Linked DNA regions of Mus musculus: region 1 is linked to region 2. A link is a contact called in public Hi-C data. All regions are on one chromosome and are shown on one strand. The core of a region is the stretch at or near the end of the contact, and the rest is flanking DNA. Distances in the headings are between cores, read along the strand shown. Region 1 has its middle 63 kb from the start of Gm40399. Region 2 overlaps Gm34923 (a long non-coding RNA gene).

Region 1 (6,085 bases), core at 3,128-5,627, 380 kb before region 2:
TCACCCTCACAGGTAAGTTCATTTGTCCTTTACCTGATGTAATCTTTTGATGGTAGATCCTTTCTCTTCAGGATGATAATGTAGACCAAAGATTGGCAGGTCCCTAGGACTTCCCGGGATTCTAGTACTATTTTAGGATTGCTGATACATTCAGTCTTATTGACTGAACAACTACTTAGTGAATCCTTGGTTTTTCTATCAAGAGATACCTGTTGTACTAGTCAGATGACAATCTGTAAGCTACTCTAATATGTATTTGCTCTATCAGTTCTATTCCCCTTGAGAACTCTTGACTAGTTTATCTCTGAGCATTTATTTCATGTGTTAAATGTATAAAGCCATAGTTTACTATAATAACCAAATTTGTCTATACTGTGGTTGGTTTCTTCACAGAATGATGACGTTAGAAAGCAACTTTTAAAATTTTTAATGATTAAGGGCATGATAATGAAGACACCAAACATCTTAATTGTTGGTTGGGAAATATGTTACAGGAAAGTAATTACCAGGTCTAGAAAAGCTAAAAATGCTTTTTAACAATCATATAGGACATAATTAAAACTATAGTGATTTTTCTATATGATTCTGTACCTTAAGGGAAGATAATACATTGACATTTAAGCAAAGCACCTTCCTTTCTGTTCACTGTCCTTCCAAAATATAGAGATGTAGGAATAGTGGTCCCATGAGAGGCCTTAGAAATCTTTTATTTTGGGAGGTTGGTGAAGTGGAAATTTCTGGTTCCTTTAAGAACTCAGTTGTGTCATGTGATGTTTTTCCAGAAGCTGTCTTGTTAGAGAGCATGTGATGTTTTGCTGAAAACAGAAACTTGACATGGTTCATGAAATTTAGAAAGAATATAAATAAAACTCCACAAACAGAAGGAGGACACCCTTAATTGTTATGTCGTGCAATGCTTTGCTTCTTCACTGGTCTTCACTTTGTAAAGAGAAATGTGTGAAAGAATTTCTTGTCATATTCCAGCTAATTCTGGCTATGTCCACTGACTTGATTTGACTGATTTGGCAGAGCCTTGTGGTTTCTTCTGGATTATGCCTCCACTTCTGATTCATGTTTGGTGTTTGCTATTGAACTGGACTACTGCTATCCTGACAACAAGGAGTGGAATAGCCCTAAGGAACTACTTCTAAACAGCTCCATAATACCTTTTCCCTATTAACTTTCTTTTCCCTCTACCTCTGATCAATGGGTTAAAAGGGAGGTTGAAGTATAGGTTTTGAAAAATTGAAGCCTACAAGTTGGGTGTTTGCGTGTGTGTGTGTGTATTATACCCCCAATAGTTTAAATTTTAAGAAGGTACTGAGGCTTATTTGATATTAGAGGTTTATTATTTGAGTATTTTGTTAATTTTGTCAACTTATTTATTTTTACTGTTTTTATTTTTGAAATTAAAAGAAATTCTCATCATTTTACTCCCTTCAATCCCTCCATGGACCATCTCTTGCTCATGGTCTCTTTTTCTTTAATTATAGTATATATCTCATTTATAAATACATAAATGCCATGTACTCAGTTGGTTTAATGCCATTTGTATGTATACGATTTAAGGGCTGATCACTTGTCATTCGAATAACAATCAGGAGGTCTTTCCTGGGAAGGGTGCTCCTCTTGTTCTCAGCACTCCTTTGCTGCTGTAGTTCTTTGTCTAGGGTTGGGCTGTTGTGTGTAGTTTTAAAAGCATGCTAATGCCTTTGCCCTGGAGCTGCGGTGCTCTGACCCCTCTCAGCTCCCATTTGTTTCACTGGGCTTCCTTTTTTACCTGCCTTATGCTTCAGGAGTCGGCCACTCCACCAGCCCACTCCTGAGACCTTTGAGTTCACGAGAAAAGACAGACTGTCTGTTACCTTTAGAACTTGCCTCCTGGTACAGTTGCTGTACACAGATACCTCCTGCCTGGAAATGCAAGATTTGTTATCTCAATCTCTCCCTCTACCCTAAACTTAGTGGCTTGCATCAGCTAGGCCCCTCTGACATTCTTGGCTCCCATCTGTAGCAGAGGCTGAAGGTCCTGGCTGCACCAAGACCTCACATGACTTCTGCTTTCTTCTCATTCTAGAGCATGGCAGAAAAGCCTCTCTCTCTTTCCCTGCATCTCCTTCTCCTCTTGGGTCCTGGAAGCCCACCTGTACCTTTTATCCAGCAATTGGTCCCTAACCTTCTTTATTGACAAGTCAAGAACGAATTAGGGAATAAGACCTTAGCGACAGAACCTTCCCTTATATTGGGCCCTGTAGGAATGATTGTTTTTTAAAGCAAGAAAACTTTAGTGTCATGCTTTTCTTAATTTTATGGTTAAAATTGTTCAAAACAAAGCATGAAACTGTGATACTACCATAGCTCATTAAGCATATTGTTACTTTTCAATAAATAAAAATACTTGACTCACTCAAAATAATAAAGAAATCACTATGTACTATGAACAAAAGAGCCAAGATATTAGTAGCCATGGAGATTAATTCCCAAGCTTATAGCCCAGGGAAGCATCAATTTCACTTATACTGGATTCTAAGTTTAAATTAAGGTTTAAAATATTTAGAATAAGACTGAGTACTATTTACTTGAGTAAAGTTATAAAACTACATTGCTGACAGTGTGTTCTGGAGTTGCTGTGACACAGGCGAGTCCATTGGAATGAAGAGAACTTTGTACTTGGGAGGTTCTAGTTTGCATGTGTTTAGCCTTGAGTAATTGTGGTCTGTGACTGACTCTTCAAAGGGTCACTGAAAAAGGACTGGGATAGCTTCAGGTTTTGAACCAAACCAAGGGCTTAAAAAATCTCTATGTATCTATGTATCTATGTATCTATCTATGTATCTATGTATCTATGTATGTATGTATGTATGTATCTATCTATCCATCTATCTATCTTTCATCTATCTATCTATCTATCTATCTATCTATCTATCTATCTATCTATCCATCTATCTATCTATCCATCCATCTATCTAAAATCACTGGGAATGAAAAGCAGTTTCAGATCAATAGGCTAGTTAGCAAGGCATACCATATTTATTTCACCAGCACTGCAAACCATGTAATAAAAATAGTGACAAGTAATGTTCTGTGTTATAATTTATTGAATTAACTTTTGGTAAGCATGGGTAAATGTAGATGTATGTATGTCCATGTATGAATGTATGTGCATGTATATGTACATATTGTATGAATGTACACATGTACATATGTGTATATCTGCTGCTGAGGATTAAACCAAGGGAGTCATTCCTGTGGAGAATGTAATCTACACCCTCAGTTCAATTTTTTTTTTTCACTTCATCAAAACATCGGAAGATGATGCTGTTTGAGGCTGGCTTTTGGTAAATGATTTGGTCAGGAAAGCCAAGATATAGGTGCTTTTATAGTAGAGTCCCAAGGGACTTGTTACCCTGTGTCTGCTTGATACTACAGCCAAAGGATGCCAAGTGTAAACCAGGCATAGAGCCCTCATCAAACATGAGAGCTTCTGGTGTCTTATTCTTGTGCTTCTAATCTCCAGAACTCAGAGAAATTGATTGTAGATTTATAAACTACTAGAGTCATTGAATTTTGTGATAGTAACCCAAATAGACACCAGACTACCTGAATACTTTATTTTATTTAATTTAATTAAAAAACCTTATTTTATCTATTATTTAAAACATTTCTAGTTTTTAAAATAACTAATGATGCAGACTCCTTACTAATGATCATAATAATTTTGTACGAATTACTAAATTACTCTTGTGACATGGAAAACTGGACCTGGGGTTCATCTACAGAGGTTAATTGTAAATGGCATTGCTACTGCATCCTTAGTCTAGCATAAGAGCATTTGTTTTATGAACATTGAATCTAAAGTGTACTAATGTTGGAGGTGAGAGGGGAAGAGAAACATATGATATTAGTGAAAAAATCATATTTATGAACAAAATTTAAAAAGGAAACTTTTAAAGTAATAATTGTCAATGTTATTTATTTATTTATTTTACTAGAATTCAGTACAAATGAAATTTGCATTTCCCAGTCTCTAAGCTTGGGAATGAGTCTCCATCACCACTAATATCTTGCCTCTTTGTTCTCTGAGTTGTTTTTGGCTTCCTTGTGTATCAGACTCTCACTCTTGGGGAAGAAGAATGAATTTCTTTATTAGGACAGTGGGGGACAGCATGAGGTTTTCTTTTTCTCTACATTTGGTCTATTTTATTAAATACTTTCAGTATGGCATATCTCATGTTTGACACCAGGAATGGAGGAGTGAGCCACATAGAAATGATCATAGTTACAACCTTCCTGGCCACACAGACATGATCTCAGCTACTACCTTCCTGGCCACACAGACAAGATCTCAGCTACCACCTTCCTAGCTACACAACCACAATCACTGTCACCACCTTCCTGGCCACACAGACAGCATCTTGGTCACCACCTTCCTGGTGCTTACTGAACTAGTGCTAGCTGATCTCATTTGGGGATTAACTGGAACTCCTGGTAACAGAACTTTCCCTAGCTCCCACTTCCTGACTGTCTGTCACCATGTGATTCAGGTCAAAGCACACAGGGGGCACACAGCTTAGGTTCTTTATATATCTCTCGAATGGCATGATTTGTTGAGTTAATAAATAACATATTTTCAGTAAAATGCTCCCTGAAACTGGCTTTTGATTAAGCATAGTGGTACGAAACTTCAGTTGTGCTAATGAGAGATGTAGCTTTCAGCATCTGTCTCTGGTAGAGCAGATAATAATCTAATTATGCTGCAAACTTCTTTACAATGAGCTATTATAGTGTCCATTGACTGGTTTTGTTTTGCATCATGGTTTCTAATTGGGTATTCTGATCCTAAATATCGGCTTGTGCTGCTTAATTGACATCCATTCACCCAAATGAAACACATCTCTAATTGGCTAGAGTTCATGACTCACTGGGAAGTAACTGTGATAAATGAAAATTGTTTTCTCATACTAATTACCTGAAAAATTTGCAGGGACAATAATCAAGAAAATGTCTCTTTAGATAGATAATTATAATGATTAAGATGCAAAGCATTTGCATGTTAAGCTATCATACAGGACTTAAGGATACTCAAACTAGCTAAAGTTATCTCCTATCTGTTTCATCTGTGATTTTTAACATGTGCAGCTACTCAGAGCCTGAAGTAAATCAGGGTGGACCTGCAATAAATCAGATATGACCTCAAAGAAGAAGCTGTCTGGAAGGCTTGTCAGCGCTTGTCAGGATTTCACTGAAGAAATGTCTTCCAGAGGCTGCGGAAACGGCTCAGTAGGTAAAATGTTCATCACTCAAGACTATGATCCTGATCTTGGTCCCCAGAAATCCACCCAAAATACCGAATGCAGTAGTTCGTGCTTGTGATCTCAGGTCTGGGGAGGTGTCGGTAAGAGGCTCCTCAAGCTCATTGGTTTATTGAATCTAGCCTTACGGGGTCTGAATTGAAGAGTTCTGTGTGGTTCTGAGTTCTACTTCCTCCCTTAGCCCTTAGCCTAGGCACCGATCTTCAGTGGGAGGGCAAGAATGAAGTGGAGGCTGGAACAAGTGAATCAGCAGGACCTCAGTCCATCTGTGAGGGGCCTGGCCAGGGATGGGCTCTCCAAGGATTTCAGTGTTATAGATCTTCTAGGCAATATTCAGTGAAAGAGCTTGTACCTCCTAATTATATGTGTATATGTATTTGAATATGTATGCAAGGGCATACCTTGGGGAGTAGGAAGGAGCTTTTCAGGTGAATGTACTTTGGCTGGGAATTAAGGTACCGGGAATGCCTCATTTGCATGGAGAGGCATTCCATGTACTTGCTGGGCAGGTTCTTACAGGGAGAAAGGAAGTTTGAACATGTAATTTTGCCAAAGTCTATGTGACATTTCTCAGGTAGAGGATGCTGGGGATCAGGTAAGGTTCCCCAGATAAGATCAGGCATAGAAGAGGAAGCCCCACTGGAAAAGGGACTCTTCCTCTTTTTTTTTTTTTTTTTTTTTTTTTCGAGACAGGGTTTCTCTGTGTAGCCTTGGCTATCCTGGGGCTCACTCTGTAGACCAGGCTGACCTTGAACTCAGAAATTCACCTGCCT
Region 2 (5,923 bases), core at 608-3,107:
GTATATTAAGGAGTAATTTGTCGCTGAAGTGGCCAAGTATCCCCCAAGCAGCAAGAAGTTGACATTCAAAAGTTAGAAAAATATTTATAATGTAAGTGATTTTCTTAAAATGTAGTATAATATAGGAACAGTAAAATATTAAGACAAATGAAAACATAAATGTTGAGAATTCGGCATCATAAAGTCTCTGAAACCATCCCAGGACTAGCTTTCCTTTCTGTTGTGGTGCTCAGATTTCTAGCACCACAGGGCTGTTTATCTCCAGCTAAAGTGACTGGCTGTGGTGCTGATCACTATAGATAGTACAGATTAACAGAACTTGAAACAGTCTTTACAAAGAAATCCCTTTAAATCTTATGTCAAAGTGAACGTCTCAGGATATCTTAGAAAAGGTTAAAACGTTTCGGGTAGATGCAGACATTCTAACTTATGCTCTCGTATTCTCTATCATGCTCCCAGAAAGCTGTGCCAGAAAACTGCTGGAGATGGTTAGAAGACTGCAAATGAAAGGCAGGCAGAATGAGAAAGTGCTCAAAAGCAAGTGGCCCTGTTAGCCTTGCCAGGTCCCCATCACCCTATAACGTAGATGGCTGCCCCTCCTTCATTCAGAGGAGCTTAATGCTTCAGCAGGTTAGCACTATCTCTCATGACTGAGGAAACTGATGGACTAGACAGATAATATGGTGATGCAAATAAATGTCCCCCTAGCACAAGCTGATGTAAATAAAAGTCCCCCTACCCCCCTACCACAGCTGGTGCCAAGTACTGTGATGAATACTGTGGTGAAGGAAGGCAGCTGCCACCCACCCACCAACTATTGGCTAATTTGGGCTCTGTCACCTGGTGACATATCAGTCCATGTCAGATTGCCATTTACTATACTATATAGGAGGAAAACTTGTGGTACCCAGACAGTTCTGAGCCTTGTGTGGTCATGTCCATAGGTTCACTGCTCTGGGTGAATTGTCACAGCCGACCGGAGCCTTGATGCTCAGAGAGTGCTCTGGAGTCTCGCACAATGCCTGGGAAGAGCTCACAAGCAAAGGTGGGAGAACTTGCCGTTCCCCCACTTCCCAATCCACTGTGAAGCAAATCAAATGGAAAGCCTGCGTGGTTGTTGCTCCACTTTCCCTACTTGATTCACTTTCCTGAAAACTGTTTCTGGAGATTTTCCTCAGGCACAACTCAACTGTGGGACCAAAGCCCCACAGAAAGAAGTAGAACTGATTTGGTGTTTTACATTCTAGGTTCAAAGAAATGACAGGCTGACTCTAGATGGAGGAGCAGGTGAGTAGTCACAAAGGAGTCCCTTTCCCTTAGAGGCCCAGTCACCTGTCATTCAAATGAGTGGTGTTCTAGAAACAATGTGGTACACAGTGTGTTCCAGGCCTGCTTTGTTACAAGGAGCAGCAGGCAGGGAAGAAAGGGTACAAACTCCATGGGCTTCTCAGTGGGGAGAATTTGCGAGACTGCAGGCGCTCACTGAATCAGTCCTGTGCTCACTCTCCTGTTCTCTTCTCTCCAAGGAATCTCCCCACAGGAGCTGCGATCTGTCCCTTCTCAGGGACTCCCATTGCTCTAGGCATTATTTTCTCTGCGATAGGACTGGAGTAGAGCAGACTTGAATGCTGGGATTATAGGCATGCACCGCCTTGCAAACTCGCTCTCACAGCTTTTAGAAGAAGATCCTTGATTGCAATGTGTGCACTTATTAACGGAAAATTTCCCGAAAAGTCACTGGTGAATGAGATAGCCCCAAAGGAAACGAGATTTTTTTATTCCATGTATGCCTGTCAATTGGTCGCACTGCTGAGTGAAAGATGTTGCTGTAGAGTGGGAACGCTTTAAGTAGGAAGCACAGGTTCTGTTGTACTACGCTGACACCTAGTGGCCACATGAAAGCATACATCGGAAGGTATTGTCTATGGAAGCCTTATGTGCCATTTAGATGCCTAGTTAAGGAGTGCCATGTTTTAAAAGACTACAAGCCAATGAAGTGATTTAAAGGGTGAAAACATGATTTCTTCTTTGCCTCTCAAAAAAACAAACAAAACAAAACAAAACAAAAAACCAACCAAACAAAAAAAAAAAAACCCAAACTTATCAAAGCCTAATGCACCCATTTCGAAATTACTGTCTGCCTTCTTGTATTACAGTTATTACAGTTTGCATCTGTGGATCTATCTATCTATCTATCTATCTATCTATCTATCTATCTATCTACTTATTATTGTCTTTTTCTTCTATCTGTAACATGACTCTGTCCATGCTAAAAATGATATTGTGAAATGTAGAGTCAACGTAGGTACACAAAGTGCTTTCAGCCAATACCTACTTTTTTCTTTCTGCCTCTGGAGTGGAAATGGCTTCTGTCTTTCTTCCGTCCTTGCTGTCGTCACCAAATACCAGAAATGGCAGAGAGGTCAGCTGTAAATCACAGCCTTTAATTGACAAGTGCAAGTTTCGCTTTCTCCTTCCTGTCTGGTCAGCAAAGGGTGCAGGGATCCCTAGAGTCCCTTCAGACCCTGCTTATATACACAGACAACACACAGATTGTGAGTAACTGATAAAGCAATCAACAATCATACTGGCTTCCTTATTTCCTTAGTTCATACCGACAACACAGCAGTCTGGATTTTGACAGCTCCTTCCCAAACCCCCATTTACCATTGGCTTTTGGCTCCACCGCACATGCAGAATCGGAACTTAATCACAGAGCAACAGTTGGAAATCTTAGGCATTTCCACTAATCCAGACACCACCCTCTCTTTGCACTCAACTCTTCAACCATGGTGTGTAAAACTACAACATTCAGTTCAAACATTTTCCGTTTTAATTTGAAGTGATAAAAATTCCTGATTTTTATAGCAAGAATGTAGTGCTATAAGCATGTAATGTTTTCAAGTATGTGAAAGTACATAGGCCAGATTATTTGAAATGCCCTAAAATAGGATAACCCCTCTGCTCTTTTCACCCTTTAAATCACATTGCTAGTTTGTAGTCGCTAGGTGGCAGAACCATGCTCTTAAAGAATGAACATTTTATCTTGAGATAGTTGCGGGTTCATGAGCAATTGTAAGTAACAACACAGACAGAGCTTTATTTGTTATTTATTGGTCTTCTTCAAGGGTAACATCACAAAAAACTCTAACACAATATAATAACCAGGACATGAATGTTGCCTTATTCATGAATCAGCCTTATTCAGATTACCCTAGATTCACTTGTACAGTGTGTCCGTGAAATTTATGGAATGATATCATATGTAGAAATTCATGGATCCACCAAGAAAGTCAATAGATAGAAGTTTCATCTCTATCTATTCATGCTACCCTCTCATAGCCTTTTCATGCTCTCTCCACCACCCTTACCTCTATTTTATGTTTTATATTTTATGTACGTTCACATGTGCATCAGTACTCTTGTGTCTGGAGGAGAGTTTCCTTGGAGTCATCTCCCCATCTTGGGCTTTTACAATCTTTCCATCTCTTCCTTCTCCTCTTCCTCTTCCTCCTCCTCCTTTTCCTCTTTGACCTTTGGTCCATGAGGGGAGAAATTTAATAGAGACATACTATTTAGGGTTAAGTTCTCTAACATCTCTTACTCTCTGCACATTGTCCACTTACGGGTCTTTGGACTCACTATTATCTATTGTCAGAAGGAACTTCTGTGATGTGAGTTAAGTGATTCACCAATCTGTGGGTATAGCAATGTGTCATTAGGAATCATTTTCTTTCTATGCTCCTTTGGCAAAACAAGAGTATTAGGCTTTCTTTAGGGCCTGTGACCTATATAGTCTCATGTTCTTGGCCCTTTTAACAGTATCATGTGCGATTTCATCTCATGAAATGGGCCTTAAATCTAATTAAAGGGTCGGTGGTCACCTCTATAACATTTGTGTTACCATTGTATATAGCACATTTTCTTAATTTCTAATGGATGCAGGAGTCCCAGCTCACTTTGGGCAGTGCCCCGAGTAGTAAAAGAAAAGGAGTTGAACACGATTCAGAAAAACTAAGAAGAGTTTCCTATGGTTTCTCCTTGAGTTGCTGTCTCGCAGTGATAGATTATAAATTGTAAAATGAAATGACTCTTTTTTTTTCTCCAAGTTGCATTTAGTTGGTATTTTATCATGTCATCTGGGAAGTAAACTTAGATAATTTGGTTATGAAAAATGGCCAAATTTTTATATATTAGTTGATCAGTTTCTCTGCATATTAGATGGCAATTGTGTTGACATTTGTCATTTGTATGAATGTGTATGCTGTCTCCTTGTAGTTTGGTTTGTGCTTTCCTAGTGGCTGACTTTGAACACCGTTCCTGTCCCACTAGACATCTTGTATCCTCATCACTGACACGTTGGTGCCATGTTTTATCCATCAACCAGATGCTTTGTTCTTTTTTTTCTTTTTAAATAATATTTTTGTTTTTTGACAATGCCATATAGTTATACAATGACTTTTGATCAAACCCATCCATCACTAACCTCCCTCCAACTCCTTTTGTTGCTCCTACCCCACACCTCTTTCCCGACCTCATGACTTCTTTCTTTATTTCTATTAATAACCTCCTGAGGCCAATTAATGCTGCCCACAAGCACATAGGTGTGGGGCCATTCACAGGGTCGTTGGCAAACTAATATGTGTCATGTTCCATTTTATTTCTTGTTAAATCCATAGTTTTTTTATTAGATATTTTCTTTATTTACATTTCAAATGCTATCCAGAAAGTTCCCTGTAACCCCACCCCCCTCCGCCCTGGATGTGTTGTTAGAGTTCATGATAGAGTCTTCATGCTGGTCTTCTCCCAGGCTTGTGGGTTTGGACCATTTCCCCTTGATGCATAACTTGTATTCTCATTTTCTTAGCAGAATGAAGCATCATTATCTCTTATAGAGCAAGGGCATTTTCCTCATTAATTTGTTTACTCACTTTACATATCAATCATTGCCCCCATCCCCCACTTACACAGTTCATTCCTCACCCCCTTCTCCTCCTTCTCCTCAGAGGGGTTAGAGCCAACATGGGTATCACCTGGATGCTGGTACATCAAGTCCTTGCAGGGCTAGGCACATCCTCTTCCACTGAGATTAGACAAGGCAGCCCAGTTAGAGAAACAGGATCCACAGACAGGCAACAACTTTAGAGAAAGACCCCATTCCAGCTGTTGGGGTACCCACATGGAAGCCAAGCTGCACAACTACTATATATGTGCAAGGGGCCTAGCGCCAGCCCAGGTATGATCTTTGTTTGATTGTTTAGTCTCTAAGGGTCCCCATTGGTGCAGGTTACTTGACTGTTGGTTTTCCTATCCCCTATGGGGTGATGTCAATCCTTCCCCCAACTCTTCCATAAGACTCATCAAGCTCTGCCCAATGTTTGGCTGTAGGTCTTTGCATCTGTTTCAGTGAACTACTGCATAGGGTCTCTCAGAAGAAAGTTATGCTAAGCTCCTGTCTGCAAGCATAACAGACAGAGTATCATTAATAGTGTCAGGGATTGGTGCTTACCCAAGGGATGGGTCTCAAGTTGGTCAGGTTATTGATTGGCCATTCCCTCAGTGTCTGCTCAATCTTTGTCCCTGAATTTCTTATAGACAGGATAAATTTTGCGTCAAAAGATTTGTGAGTGGATTGGTATCCTTTATCCTTCCACTGGGGGGTCCTACATGGCTACAGGAGGTGGCCACATCAGGTTCCATATCCCCACTGCTAGGAATCTCAGCTAAAGTCATTCCCCATAGATTCCTGGAAGCCTCTCCCATCCCAAATCTCTAGCATGTCCTAGAGATGCTGCCATCTCCAAACCCTGCCAGCCACAGATTTCCATTCATTCTTCTGGCTCTCTGGCCCTCTCTTTTGTCTCTCTGCATACCCGATCCCGAAAACCTCCCTTTCTCCTCTCCACCCACTCTCCCACCCAGT

What was found. A called contact is a pair of places that touch in the nucleus more often than the background predicts.
Region 1: a Hi-C map of the N1E-115 cell line shows a contact between it and region 2, with 7 times the contacts expected there. The contact joins two enhancer-like sites. A contact is called at or near these places in 3 of 484 Hi-C or Micro-C datasets (the N1E-115 cell line and uterus).

Annotation. Positions count from the first base shown.
Region 1 is chr12:39,884,268-39,890,352 of GRCm38.p6, reverse strand. No RefSeq gene overlaps it. Among named protein-coding and RNA genes, the nearest start is that of Gm40399, 63 kb to the left of the region's middle. Within about 2 kb of position 4,377, at least 10 of the 459 cell types and tissues checked have an H3K27ac peak or open chromatin away from gene starts, as enhancers often do. A contact at or near this core is called in the N1E-115 cell line, where this site is marked.
Region 2 is chr12:39,506,100-39,512,022 of GRCm38.p6, reverse strand. It overlaps Gm34923 (a long non-coding RNA gene), which reads left to right. Exons shown (of 3, transcript XR_381461.2): 2 at 1,248-1,287. Among named protein-coding and RNA genes, the nearest start is that of Gm34923, 18 kb to the left of the region's middle. Within about 2 kb of position 1,857, at least 18 of the 459 cell types and tissues checked have an H3K27ac peak or open chromatin away from gene starts, as enhancers often do. A contact at or near this core is called in the N1E-115 cell line, where this site is marked.